Linked DNA regions of Sus scrofa: region 1 is linked to region 2. Evidence: chromatin contacts called from public Hi-C data. All regions are on one chromosome and are shown on one strand. Each heading gives the region's core, a stretch centred on a gene start, on an enhancer-like site or on the middle of the called end of the contact. The rest is flanking DNA. Distances are from core to core; before and after follow the strand shown. Region 1 overlaps NARS2 (probable asparagine--tRNA ligase, mitochondrial). Region 2 overlaps GAB2 (GRB2-associated-binding protein 2).

Region 1 (7,216 bases), core at 195-2,694, 150 kb after region 2:
CCAGAAGGAATCTGGTTTAAATACTGACCCTGTCACTTATCACCCATGCAGCCTTGGGGATGCAATCAGTCTCTATGCACCCAGTTTTCTATACATAAAATGGGTTAAACAATAAGTTACTTGGCAGGGTTGTTCTGGGAATTAGTACTTTTCTTTTTTGGCCACCCCATGGCATATGGAGTTCGGATATGAGCCGTACCACAGCGGGAGCTCTGGCAAGGTTGTTTTGAGACTTAGAGATGACAGCGCTTCCTTACACTAATTGGTGGCTAATACTGTTTTTGTAATGCTGTAAGAGAAGACAGGAAATACATTCAAAGCAATAACCTTGTATACCTAAGATGAAGTCATTTTATTTACCGGTAGGTCCTGATCTACACCTTCTGGCTGGGATTTATCTAGAGACAAGTGAAAAGCTCCAGATAGCACAGTTTAGGTATGGGACCTTTTCTGAGAGAAACATATCTGTCTCACGGACTTTTACAATTAATGCTACTAAATATATAACTATTCAATATTTATTTAAAGGCTCACATATATTCTTATTTTACATCACTGCCAATTTTATAAAGAGGAGAAGAAACAAAAAAGAGGAAAAAAAGGAAATCAGAATTCAGAAAGCAACTGCAGTTGAGGGTAAAGGAAGAACAGAGGAGAAGCGGTAAAGAGAGCAGACAGACGGAGGAGCTGGAAGAGGACGGTCCACAAGGACGCCTGCCCAGACCTCTTGGCTCCCTCCCCAGTGCTCCCCCGACTATCTCGACTTGATAACACAGCACTCCGAGCTGCCTGCTCTGCCGACCTCGCTCTCCCTTTGTCTGATCATGCCACTCTATCATCTCTACCCAACACTCACCCACCCCTGCAGTCTCCTAATCAGTATTTAACTTGACAGCAGACCGGGCATATTGCTATACAGGGCTCTCGTGCTCTAAGTCATTTAAACACCAAAACAAACACACCTACATTCACGCCCGCTCCACGGAGAAGGCCACCCTGCAACAGAAATGAGGACGTACGCTTCCAGAACTCCGGGATCTTCTCCGGGAACACACTGCCAGAGGTGCCTTTGTTACCATTTTAAGAGGTGGGAAGAGTGACGCATAGAATTTAAGAAAATATGGCCAAGGGTAAAAGAAATTAAATCGAGGGAAAGCCCCAGACTCTGAACTGCCTAACCCCAGTTTACACATGTCTCTTCTTACTGTGTGCCGAGGGCCATCTTCGTTATCCCTCATGTAGAATGGCTTGAGAGATAAGGGATAATTAATGACAAAGACCGGGATGTCACCACAATGCTTCACCAGGTACTTTTCATGCTCCGTGTGTAGATCAGCACCCCACTGTAATGAGAAAAAGAAATGACCACAGGAGAAGACAGAGCTGAAACAGACAATGTAGGACCTAAAAATAACTTTCATCAGTGCCAAGGGCTTCCTCTCCCGGAGGATCAGGGATGCGTGGAGCTGTCTGCTGAGGTTACACAGACAGATAAACTGGAGAGAGATGTGTGTTAACAAGAGTATCCAAAGGCCTGGAAAGATGAAAGCTGAAACCAGCAGATAAACACTGTGCTTTCTGTGCTCCATCTCAGGGAGCACTTAGCAGATGAATAGCATCTATAAGAAAACACAGTATGTTTTCCATGGTGTATAAAAGCTGATTCAGAATCACAGTTTCAGGAAATTAAATGATTAAAGATGATATTCCTAATATTGAGTCTATCTTTGGCTAGACGGCTTCTTCCAGTGAATTTTTTTTTTTTTAGATAAAAGAGTCAACTTGTGTATCAGATGCTCTTTGATGAATATTTGTAACACTATTCATCGATTTATTCAGCAAATACTAATGTGTTTATTAAATCCCAGTACCACACTAGGCACTAGAAAGAGTGGTGAGAAAAACAAGATCTGACTTCATGAAGCTTCTAGGGTACAAGAAAAACATTAAATAAAAAATTACACACAGAAATCAATTGATTATACATATAACTAGTGCAGGGCCCTTATGACTTAAGAGAGCATCTGACTTAACTGGAAATGGAATTGGTGTAAGAAATAGTTTGAGGACAAAGGTATTACACTCTTAACATTACCTTATTATTCTCACTTGTCTGGCAATATCTTAAGTACAGGAAGGGAGCAGTGGAATAGGAATAAGGAGACTTGCCTCTAACATTACATGCATGCCCACTTTCCAGGCCTATATCCTTGCCAGTAAAATAAAGGAGTTTTGGAAAAAAAAAACAAAAAACACAAAAAAACCCCCCAAACTCTTATTTTCCAAAGTGGCTCACAAATTAAAAGGCTCTATAAGGTTCAACAGAAAAAGGAAAGCTGTTTAATGTGTTGCCTAAACTTCTTTGATCACATAACCTCTTTTGTCTATCATCACCTGTTAACATCATTCAAAATATACTACGGAAAACACTGAACTAGCTGATTTCTACACTGATAGGCTATGATTACCATTCTTTCCAAGGAATTTCATCTTCCTAAACTTGGAAAATTTCTTTGTAACCCTTTTGTCACTGCTATTCCAAATGATATGATGCTACTTCAAAATTATTTTTCATTCTAAATATTTCAACAAGGTTCAGTAAGTGTTGAAAAGAAAAAAAAAAAAAAAAAAAGTCAATGTTGGAGTTCCCGTCATGGCACAGCAGTAATGAACCCAACTTGTATCCATGGCTGTGCTCAGTAGGTTAAAGGATCTGGCTTTGCTGTGAGCTGTGGTGTAGGTCACAGACATGGCTTGGATCTGGTGTCGCTGTGGCTGTGGTGTAGGCCGGCAGCTGCACCTCCGATTCAACCCCTACCCAGGGAACTTTCCTATGCCACGGATGTAGCTCTAAAAGGACAAAAAAAAAAAAAAAAGCCAATGTACAGATATGCAAATATTGCACATTGCTAGTAAAAATAAGAGAGAGTGCCTGTCTTGACACAGCAGAAATGGATTCGACCCCTGGCCTCGATCAGTGGGTTAAGGACCCAGCGTTGCTGTGAGGTGTGGTATAGGTTGCAGATACAGCTTGGATCTGATGTTGCTGTGGTTGTGGCATGGGTCGGCAGCTGTAGCTCCAATTAGACCCCTAGCCTGGGAGCCTCCATATGCCGAGGGTGCAGCCTCTAAAAAGGCAAAAAAAAAAACCCCCCAAAAAAACAAAAAAACCAAGATATTTTAAAGGATGAAATCAGATAAACATAAGAGTGAACCATACATTCATACATAAATATATGTATATATAAAAATAACTACTACCTCTGGGGTGAAGGTGAAGTTCTCGGATGCTTGCTTTAAGATCTCCACTGCCTCAGTATAAGAAATGCTGGAGAGAAACAGGGTGAAAGCAGACAAAGGTCAGTACATTGGGCTGCTGTTAACTAAGGCATTGAAAACTGGAAAAAGCCTATTACCATACAGTCTTTGATATCACACACGAATATTAAATGATTGTTTCGTTACTAGGAATTAAGGTTAACCTAATCCTACAAGAGTCTGATCAGTGTGACGAGAAATGGCCATTCAATGACACCACTCCTGATCTACCTGCAGTTTACATGGAGAAGCTAGTCACTTAAGACAGTAAAGATTTTTCTCTGAATTCATGTTATAACAATGCCCTAATAAAAGGGGTAAAAGACTGGAGCTGAAAAGAGCAAGTCTCCCCCTAAAGCTGTCATTTACAACACTTACTATGTGCTAGGCATTATTCTAGGCACTGGAGGTACAGTAAATAAAAACAAAGCCCCAGCCTTTACGGAGCTATCCGTGTGTGTGTGTGTGTGTGTGTGTGTGTGTGTGTGTGTGTGTGTGTGTGTGTGTGTGTGTGTGTGTGTGTGTGTGTGTGTGTGTGTGTGTGTGTGTGTGTCTGTGTGTGTCTGTGTGAGTGTGCACAATGGAGGTTTGGGGAAAGAGATGAAAAGAAATAATGTAACACCAGGGAGCTATTGGTACTATGAAGAAAAACAAAGCAAGGTAAAAACAGGGTGTTTGGGTGCTATTTTTTTTTTTTTTTTTGGTCTTTTTATGGCTGCACTTGTGGAGGTTCCCAGGCTAGGGGTCGAATTGGAGCTGTAGCTGCTGGCCTATACACCATAGCCATAGCTACAGCCACACCAGATCCAAGCTGTGTATGTAAACCTACACTACAGCTCACGGCAACACTGGATCCTTAACCCACTGAGCGAGGCCAGGGATCGAACCTACGTCCTCATGGATACTAGTCAGGTTCATTTCCCTTGAGCCACGATGGAAACACTCTGGGGGTGCTATTTTAGATAAGAGGGTTAAGAGAGGGCTTACTGAATTGGTGACATTCAAACAGAAACCTGCATGAAGCAAGGAAATGAGCCATATAAATATCTGAGGGAAAAAGTTTTCCAGGCAAAAAAGTGAATACAAAAGCCTGAAGTGAGCAACAGCTTGGCTCATTCGAGGAACAAAAAAGTCGATGTGACTGCAGTATACTGAAGAAGGGGATTAGAGAGCCAGGAGATCAGACAGGAAGGGGAGCCAGAGGTCAGATCCCATGAACCCTTTCAGGCCACAGTAAGGGTTCTGTGATATATTCAAGTACCTAAGACTGTAGGAAAAATATCACTGGTTACCTGAGTAAGAAACCATCATGCTTAAAGCAAGCCAAATCAAGAATTTGTTTCAACAGTTTGAGCAGGTGATATATATACACAGTTAAAAAAAAAATCAAGATGAATCAAAGTGTCATCTTCCTTCCATCCCTGCCCCGTAGCTATCTAATCCCTCTCCGCAAGCACAATCGCTTATTGGCTTCCTGTGCATCCTTCCAGAGGGTTTTACGCATCTGTAAGCAAGTATTAACAGTCAATGTCCCCCTTTTCGCAGACGGCAGCCACAGCACACACGCACCACACACACTCTTTTACATCTTCTTTTCACTCAGTAATATACCTTATAGGTCTTTACTTGTCATTAAATGAAGAACTTCTTCACTTTTTCAACTATCCCATAATATTCCATTCTATGAATATATTCTAATTGGTTTAACACGTCATCTATCGATGGACATTTCAGCTCTCTCCAATCTCTTGCTCTTATAAACCACGACTGCATGTACCTCATTTATGCTCTTACATATTAACTTTGCACATGGGGAAAATGAAATTGTTGGATCCAAGAGTACTTGTATCTGCCGTTTTTTATAATTTTGAAAGACTCTGCCGAAGATATTGTTCCCCTCTTACAGGTTTATTCCGATTGTTGCTCAGTGGTGGTGTATAAAAATGTTAGTTTATCTATATCCTCTGAAATGGTAGTTTGCATGATTAAAAACAAAAATCTACAAACTTTCTGAAGGACTTTCAGCTAAAAAGGAAAAAAAAAGTTACTCAACGTAAACTCATTCTCTGAAGCAAAAATGAATTTCATATTAAAAAAACTACCTGAAAAGAGATGTCTCATATAGTACAATAAAGCCTCCAAAACTATGTTTTGAGTGATGGATTTTTTCTAAGATGGAAATTCCATTCAAACTAAAATTGAGTATTAAATAACCGATCATTTCTAAGGTAAGAATGGTGTTGGTACTGACAGTAGTAATAATTTTTATTTTTATTTTTAATTTTTTTGACAATGTCCATGGCATGAAGACGTTCCCAGGCCAGGGATCAAATTTTTAATTGGATGACATGACAATGCTGGATCCTTAAACTCAGTGCCCCACCAGAGAACTCCTAAATTTTTAAATGAGCATTTTGCAGAAGGGAAATTGAAGCTTAGAGAGCATCAAGAACTTGCCAAAAATCACTGACGTAAGTAGGTAGTAAACCTTGATGTGCTGACTCCAGAGTCTAAGCTTTTAGCTGCTGAGATAACGCTGAAGCCTCTTGGAGTCTCATGTTTCCATCGACACAAAAGATAATGGGCTCTGGGTTCTCCCTTTGGCCCTCGCACTTACTAGGTATGGAAATCACTTCTCATCAACGAAAGCATTTTATAAATCTTTGTAATTTAAAAAATCTAAGAACATTAACAATAAAAAATTAAGTATTTGCACTTGTGAAATAAGGAGACTGGACTATGTTGTCTAAAATGCTTTTCTCTTTAGATACGCTATTGTTCTAGTCCATCAATTACTTGCTATGATCTGTTCATTATTCTGAGAAATCTAAGAGCCATCAAAAAGGGAAGCACTAGACTTTTCTGTCTTTGATATGCTACTGCTACATGATTAAGAAAAAATGATTCTCATGTCTAAATATCTCTTATTCTGGATGTTCTGCACTACTCCTCTCATACCTTAGGCTGAAGCAGAACTTTCAAGTTCAAATTCACTTCTGTCACTGGATATCCTTACTAGCCTTCATCAATTCTTTTTACTAATTTTTCTGGGTATGTTTAAGGAATAATATTTCTTCTCCTTTCCAGAAACTGTTTCCAAAGTGCTCTGAGGGAAGGCGAAAACACTGTGATACTGCACGATACAGTATCAAACCACCTTCATATTCCACATTTTCTGTTGCTGATAAAGAACATTATTCTGAAAAGTGGAGTAAAATTGTTAAATTATAAAGATCATTATTAGCAGTCTCTGCCTCAAATTCACATAATAGAGGAGGAGCAAATAAAAAGCTAAGTACTCTATATATTTTGAAAACATTAATCCTATAAAAGGAAAGGTAAAATAACTGTGCTCTACTTCTGCTCGATAAAGGCTAAATTCAATTACTACAGAAGTCTTTAAAATGATTTATTTTCATACAAAACAATTACAACAAGTACTCAAGAATACACTGCAATCTATTTATTCAAAAGATGACGAGTCATACGGTATCCTGTGTATGCGTGTGCATTTATGTGTATTTCGGGGAGCATCTTGATTTAAAAAAATTTTTAATTACAGTTCATTTACAATGTTTGGTCAAATCTTGATTTTAATTCATCATGTTTAGGCTACTCTCATAACTTCTCATGGCTTTTAAAATTTCTGGTTACAAAGACTGGCTAACCCCCCTCCCACCTCCGGGACCCTGAGAATCCAGCTTGAGACTCCTCAGCACGACGTCATTTATGTATACCCTCTGCTGTTCAGTTCCCTCTTTGTTTCTAGCTCCTGGAACTTCTCTTACGTTCTAGTGATGTCAACAATGCATTTTCAAGGATTTCATAATATTTTAACCAGCTTTATTTTTTTTATTATCACTTTAAAAATTATTTATTTACTTATTTATTTTTGTCT
Region 2 (7,344 bases), core at 703-3,202:
TGCACCCTTATGGGTCTAAAGGCTACGCATACGTGGAGCTTGAGAATCCAGATGAAGCAGAGAAGGTGTTGAAGCACAAATGGAGGACAAATCGATGGCCACCACTGTGCTGGTCCCCTAGCCTGGGCCACCCTTGGGGAATTCTGCCCTTCCAGGAGAACGTGGCACAGGTCACCCCCATCGATGAGGAGGTCACGCGCCCCTCCTTGCAGGTTCCCCTGACTATTCCAGTGGCCACAGGAGCCACTCCAGCTCCACCTCCTCTGACAAGCAGGGCTACTGAAGCTTGACCACTGTGACTCGTATCCCATCGAACTCACTTCTGTCACTTTTCTGGATGAAGGAGTAGCAACAGGAAAGAGGTCCCTCACTCAGGGACAGGCTCCAAAGGTGAGGGCAGCAACTGAAACATTTCCTTTGGGGCAGAGTTCCACCTGCAGAAAGGCTGTTGGTTTGGGGTCTGCCTATAAAGAGGCCCTCGTTTTCTAGCTAGAAAATGTGGAGACCTCATGTTTCTAGTTCCTGAGAGTCAGTCTGGTGGCAAAGCTAGCAGGGATGAGCAGGGGGCTCCAGGTGGTGGTACAGTCTCAGCCTGGGAGCAGGTTTTTCTATTCCACAGATGACCTGGGGCCAGTCTGGTGGCCAGGTCTATGCTCTAAGCTGTCGGTCTCCCAGAATTCCTCAGGAAAGGGTGTGCTTTCAGGCAGCTGCCGTTCCTGTTAGCCTGGCCCTGTTCCCCTGCTTGAGTCTCCTTCTGACCTTAGGGTCAGATACCCTCCTTTATCAGCCCCAAATGGTTCTTTTCACATGTACTAAATGCACATGCATGCACACACTCAGCCCATGTCTCCCTCCCCTGCTTTTTCTGAAACTGGTGAGCAAGCTGAGAGCCAGCTCTGCCAGGTCATCACGGGATCTTGTGTTGTGTATTCATGGTGGTCTTGCAGGTTACCTTGGCAACATGTTCATTGCTTTTTGGCTTTTATTGTACAGTGAATGTTATAAATTTTGTTCTGAGTTTTGTAACTTTGCAGCATTTTAGATATCGTTGTGCCTGCACTTTGCTGTATAGAGTAAAAGGTTTGTATTGAATAAACCCAGGATTAGAGTGCAAAAAAAAAAAAAAAAAAAAAAAAAGGGAAAAGTAAGAGGGAGATTATTTTGCACTTTCTCCAAGCTGTGTGGTGTTTATGTACAAGAATAATAACTACATACATTTACTCCATGTCAGGCACTGAGCTATGGTACTATAGATATATTTCATCCTTACAACCATCCTATGAGTAGTTACTATTATTATCCCATTTTAAAGATGAAGCAACTGGAGCATGAAGCAGCTAAATAACTTAACCATAGATAAGAAAACCTATGAAGTGCCAAAGCCAGGACTCCTGACTTTTTTCCTCTGAGCTCTTCTTGCTAACCAAGCCTTCCTCTTTTAAACTCAGACCTGCCTTTATAGCTTTCATCCAAGAATTTCTCCAGCTTCTTAGGTCCGAAGTATTAGGACTCTCAACGATGGTAGCAGAAACAGGAACTGAAAATAAGACATTATTCAACAATACACAGCTTTCTGTTGACTCTTAGCATTAGAGAATCTTTAGGTGGTGATCTCCCAAGGAACCTGGGTTCAATCCTCAGTCTGCTATTTACCGTGTGATCGCGGGAAAGGTCCAAGACCTCTCTAAGACTCCTCAAGAAAGAATCACCTGCTCTGTTTATCTGAGGAGATTGTCATGAGAATCAGAAGTGCATAAGCATTAGCGTGACCTCTGGGACCACTCTGAAGACTTTTTTAAAGTTCTTCAAATGGTTTGGATCAATGCAGTTGCCAGATAAACAAAGTGTTACCCACTACAATAAAGCAGATAGTCCTGGGACTGGATCAGATCCTGGATTGCAGAGAATATTAATAGCCACTCTTGCTTTGCATGTGAGCCTATGTAAAGCAGCTCATGTGATTTCTGTCTGACTCAGATGCTCAGTGAATGGTGCCTTTCCTTGGCCCTCCACCCCCACCCCTCCCCTGCCTTTGTGCTTTTATGGGTGAATTACAAGGGACTTGATATTCCAGAGGTTAAGGAATAGCCTAGTTAGGAATGGAACAAGAACGGCCTGGTAATCCCCCAACTCAGGATCGTTGGGGATCATGAGCAAGACTCACAGCCTCCCTGTGACTTTTTTTTCCAGCCCCCAAAGAGGCTGATTCCTTTGTTCAGGGTACACCATGGAGTCCTGCCAAATGCAAATAAACTGTCTATGGGGCACATGCCAAGCTATGCTGGGAGCAGGCTCATTACTGCCACAGTCACTACAACAAATAACAACAAAAGCCTCTAGGTGCAAATTAGCACACATAATAAACTTAATTCAAGAAACACTGAAGAGATCCTTAGTTGCATTTTAATTTACATGGCACCATTTATCACGCAAGTGCCCTGGGGCCTCTGCAAATTGAAAATAAGACATCGGTACAGATTAGCTTCTACTATGCTCAGTGATCTTACCAACTTAAATCCACTATCATACACGCATACACATGTGTGTACGCGGATGCACACTGACACTCACCCACACACAGTGAAGGGAATGTAGAGAAGCTTGCAGAAAGAGTAACTAAGAGAGCTCAGTCTCGAAGTTATGAGAGAAGTCTCTGTTCTAGCCCTAACTGGATTATTCCTTAGCCTCTGGACTTAGAAGTATCAAGACTCATGTAATTCACTCATTAAAGCACAAAGCCAGGAGGGGAAGTAAAGGAGTCATCCATGGCCCCCCTGAGTCGGAGAGGCATCACATGAGGTACTTTACATCGGACTCACATGTAAACGGGAGTAGTTGCTAATATTCCCAACAGTCTGAGGCAACATTATTGTGATGGAACTTTCAAGCTCTTCTGCAAAGTAACAGCCAGTGTGTTACAAGAGGGACAAAGCACCAGCATAATAATGGCTGGCACGTGAGCATCAATATGATGTGTCAGTATGGTGCTAAACTCTGCTCACGTACACTGATTGTCAGTACTCACAGCCACCTGGGAAGTACATGATATTATCTTCATTTTGTGGATGAACAAACTGAGTTGTTTCAAGTGGGAAGCATCTTTCCTGGTCAGTCACCCAGGTCAAGTCCCACCTCAATCGTCTATCTGGGTGACCTCAGCCAAAGCCCTCAACGCTGCTGTGCTTTAGCATCCTAACAGTGAAATGGAGCTAAGACCAGTCCTCCCTGCCACTCATAAAATGGCAAGGGCTACATGTTAACAGAATAGGAAAGGGCAGGTAAAAGTATCTCGTCCTTTCCTAAGTAGACTGCCATCCATGGCAGGCAGGAACCATGTCACATGATCTTTTAAAATCCCTCCAAGTCAGGCGGAAATGCACATGCTGGATGGTTATGCGTTCATAATCACTATGAACAAAAACTGTCCAGTCATCTTTTCACCATATTTACTGAGCACCCACTTCTGTTGGTGGCACGTGCCACATGCTGTGGCGATGTAGAGATGAACATGGGGCCCCCGGAAAACAGAGCACTGCACTAGAGGCAGCGAGACTAAAATGACCTTGTGGTTAAAGTTAGGACTTGTTTCTGGAGCCCTGAGACCAACACAGCTCAAGTACAGGTTCACGGTGGCTGAAAGGAAATCACACAGAGAAGGCTGAGAAGACAGGTTGGGACAGACTAAATGACCCTCCTAAAAGAATTTCACCAGAGTCAGCAAACTGAAGGAGCTACCCTAGGAGAATCAGAGAAGTACAGACAGCCGAGGGAAGAGGAGAGTCAAGGGGCAGAAGTAGAAGTGCCCTCAAGTGCCCCAGAAGCTACTGAGTCCCGCTCAGGGCTAGCTGCCTGTGCAGTTTATCTTCCTCCCTCTCCATTCCCTTCTTCCCCTCACTTTACATCATAAATGGTCTTTTTCCCCTTCTTTTATGCCTGTGGCTTACCTAGGTTACCAAGGGCCCAGAAATAATTCAACTTCTGTTTTCTCATCTATAAGACAGTCATAACACATCCCAGGATTATCATGCCTATAAAATGATGGAACAAATGGTGATGGGAAAGCAAGAATGAACATGGACTTCATAAACCATGTACAAAAAAATTAACTAAAAATGGATCAAAGACTTAAATGTAAGATCTAAAACTACAAAAACTCTTAGAAGAAAACATACAGGGAAAGCTCCATGATGTTGGAATTGGCAATGATTTCTTGGCTATAACCCCAAAAGCACAGGTAACCGAATAAAAAAAATAGGTCAAGTGAACTATGTAAAAATTAAAAACTTCTGTGAATCATAGGACACAATCAAAAAACCAAAAAGACAACCCATGGAATAAGAGAAATAGCTGCAGATCATATATGTGATTTTAAGGGGTTAATATCCAGACTATAGGAAGAACTGTTACAACTCAGCACAGCAACAAAAATAACCTGATTAAAATACAGGCAGAGGATTTGAAGAGACATTTCTCCAAAAAAGATATTCAAATGGCCAATAAGCACCTGAAAAAATCCTCAACATCACTAATCATTATGAAAATGCAAATCAAAACCACAGTGAGATACTACCCCACATCCACCGAGATGACTGCTTTCAAAAAAATGGAAAATAACTAGCGTTGTTAATGATGTGAAGGAAGTGGAACCCTTGGGCACTGTGGTGGGAATGGAAGATGGTTCAGCTACCATGGAATACAGTCTGGTAGTTCCTCAAAAAAATTAAAAATAGAATTTCCATATGACCTAGCAATCCCACTTCTGAGATTATACCAAAAAAAGAACTGAAAGCAGGGTCTTGAACACTATGTGTGTACCCATGTTCACAGGAGCATTATTATTCAAAATAACCAAAAGGTGGAAGCAATCCAGTGCCCTTGCATGGATGAGTGGAGAAATAAAATGTAGTATATACATACAATGGAATATTATTCGCCTTGAAAAGGAAGACCATTCTGACACATGCTACAAGAGGGATGAACCTTCCAATTTTATCCTTAGGAAATAAACCAATCACAAAAAAGACAACTCCTGTATGTTCCACTTATAGGAAGTACGTAGAGAGGTCAAACGCATAGACACAGCAAGTAGATGGTAGCTGTCAGGGGCTGAGGGAATAGGGAGTTATTGTTTAATGGGTACCCAGCTTTGGTTTTGCAAGATGGAAAGAGTTCTAGAATGGGTGGTGGTGAAGGTTGCACAACAGTGTGAATTTAATTAATGCCACTGAACGTGTACACTGAACAACGGTCTGGTTGGTAAGTTTTTTATGTGGGGTATTTTACTATAATTTCTGGAAAAGGAGTAAGTTTCTAAAAATAAAAATAAGTTAATACATATAAAGAATCAGAAAAAAAAAAAAAACCAACAAAAGCACTTGGCAATGAACCTTAGTTCCTTCCTCTCCTGCTGATGCAATCCTTTATTTCAAGGTTCTTTTCTACTTACCTAAGGGGTTCAGACTGCATCAGGTTTTCCTAGCTCTGCCATTAAATTTGGCTGTGCAACACAGGGAAAGCTCCTTCCCTCACTGAGCTTTGGGATTTTTTTAAATCATTTTTTTTTAAAGAGGAAAAAAAGGATTATACTTCGTTCCCTTTCAGATCTAAAAAGTAGAACCCACTGAAGGTTAAAGAGATCAAGAACAGGCTGCAGAAAGGAAGGAAATGAATTATATTTGAGCACATATTATGTGCAAAATATTGTGGTAGGGGCTGGGGGATTCACAAATACAAATACCCAACAGGAAGGATAACTCCTGATTTGGGGAAAACAAACGTTGATCTCACCACCTATGGCATAGGTTCAGGAGAGAGAGTGGTGAACTGCTAGGGGAAAATCGAGGAAAATCCACCAAAGAGGTGATCACTGAGGGACCCTGATATTTGAGGAGGGAGGTGAGGCATTAGAAAGAGTTAAGTAGGTTGAACAGAGGCAGAAGGGCAAGCAGGGCAGAAGGATCAAGACGAGCCCCTTGGAGAGAATGGATGCACGGGTCAGGGCAGAGTCCAAAGGAGAGGTGGAAGCCAGACTGAAAAAGCAGCTTGGGGTCGTGGTACTAAACGCCAAAACAGCTGGGCAGAGGGACCTGGAGTTTACGCTGAAGGCAGTAGGGAAGCAGTGACAGTTGAAACTGGAATGACAAGACCCGACGTGCACGTCATAGAAATATTACTTTGGCAACGGTGCACTAGAGGGCAGATTAAGGGAGACAGGAAGCTATTGCCGTCGCCCAGACAAAACAGGATGAGGGCCTGAACCACAGCAGGGGCCGTGGCAGTGGGCAAGGGCAGGGAAGAAAGCTTTCTTTGCTTCATGCAGCTCCCATAGATAAAGGCAGGAATGGTGAACTCCAGAAGGTTGGCTCTTACACATTACAGACCTTGAACCACGTTCTTAATTCTAAACAGTTTTTGACTAATTCTGAATGTCCCCAGGTCCAGGGCAATCACTCAAAGGGAGGAAACTGGCATAAAAGTTAATCTGTTTCAGCTGCTAGGCTGCCCTCACCCCTGCCCCCCTTCTCAACAGAAATAATGCAAGGCAGCAATGGAAAAAGGAGCATCTGGCTGCAGTAAAGACCCATCCCTTCCCATGCTGGAGCTGTTGGCTCATCCTTGGAAATCACAACAATCAAGAATGGAGAATCGTTCTTTTCATCCCTTCTCACAGCATTATCCCAGCAGCCTCATCCCTTAACAATGGTGTGGTTTGTGTTATGTTTTCCCTCCACCACTGCCCCCCACCCCCCGCAACGGCACAACAGAGATGCTGTGCCCCAGGGGCCACTGAGGTTGTGAGCCTCACAGCCTCTGAACAAGTCTTTGAGGGGTAGGATGCTCCTTCAGAAAGAGCTGCTTGAAGCACTCACTGGATTAAGAAGATTTAACAACATTAACTAAAAAGCATGGGGAAGCCCATTCCCCCTCCTCCTCTAGTAAACTAGCAAAAAAGATTTTAATGACATTTCCCAGGGGTGGTCAGTGTGTGATTAAACAGACACCCTTGTCCATTGCTCCAAGCTATTTGTTGATATGATGTGTTTGGAAAACAATTTGGCAGTATTTCAAAAGCCTGAAAAATGTTCATCTCCTTTTGCCCAATAAATCTCATTTCTGGCAAGTGACGAAGGGAATAATTCAAAGAAAAGAAAACTATATGCGTAAAGATACGAAGTACAGCACTAGAAGGGAAAAAAAGTGGTAAAGTTTCTATTCTTCAGAATTTTTTTCTCCCATACGCTCTGTAATGGTGGTGACCTCTATGGCTCTTGACAGAATCAGATTAAACAACAGAAACTATAATCTCTCTTTCACCTTCATATACATCTCAAAGAATACCTGCCG

The links. Hi-C and Micro-C count contacts between places; a contact is called where the count stands out from the background.
Region 1: a Hi-C map of heart right ventricle shows a contact between it and region 2, with 1.7 times the contacts expected there. The contact joins two enhancer-like sites. A contact is called at or near these places in 4 of 47 Hi-C or Micro-C datasets (embryonic fibroblasts, heart right ventricle, liver and 1 more).

The regions. Positions count from the first base shown.
Region 1 is chr9:12,902,222-12,909,437 of Sscrofa11.1, forward strand. It overlaps NARS2 (probable asparagine--tRNA ligase, mitochondrial), which reads right to left. Exons shown (of 14, transcript XR_002335551.1): 10 at 3,262-3,328; 11 at 1,206-1,343. Among named protein-coding and RNA genes, the nearest start is that of GAB2, 54 kb to the left of the region's middle. Within about 2 kb of position 1,445, at least 11 of the 83 cell types and tissues checked have an H3K27ac peak or open chromatin away from gene starts, as enhancers often do.
Region 2 is chr9:12,756,254-12,763,597 of Sscrofa11.1, forward strand. All of the region lies in intron 1 of GAB2 (GRB2-associated-binding protein 2), which reads right to left. Among named protein-coding and RNA genes, the nearest start is that of GAB2, 91 kb to the right of the region's middle. Within about 2 kb of position 1,953, at least 17 of the 83 cell types and tissues checked have an H3K27ac peak or open chromatin away from gene starts, as enhancers often do.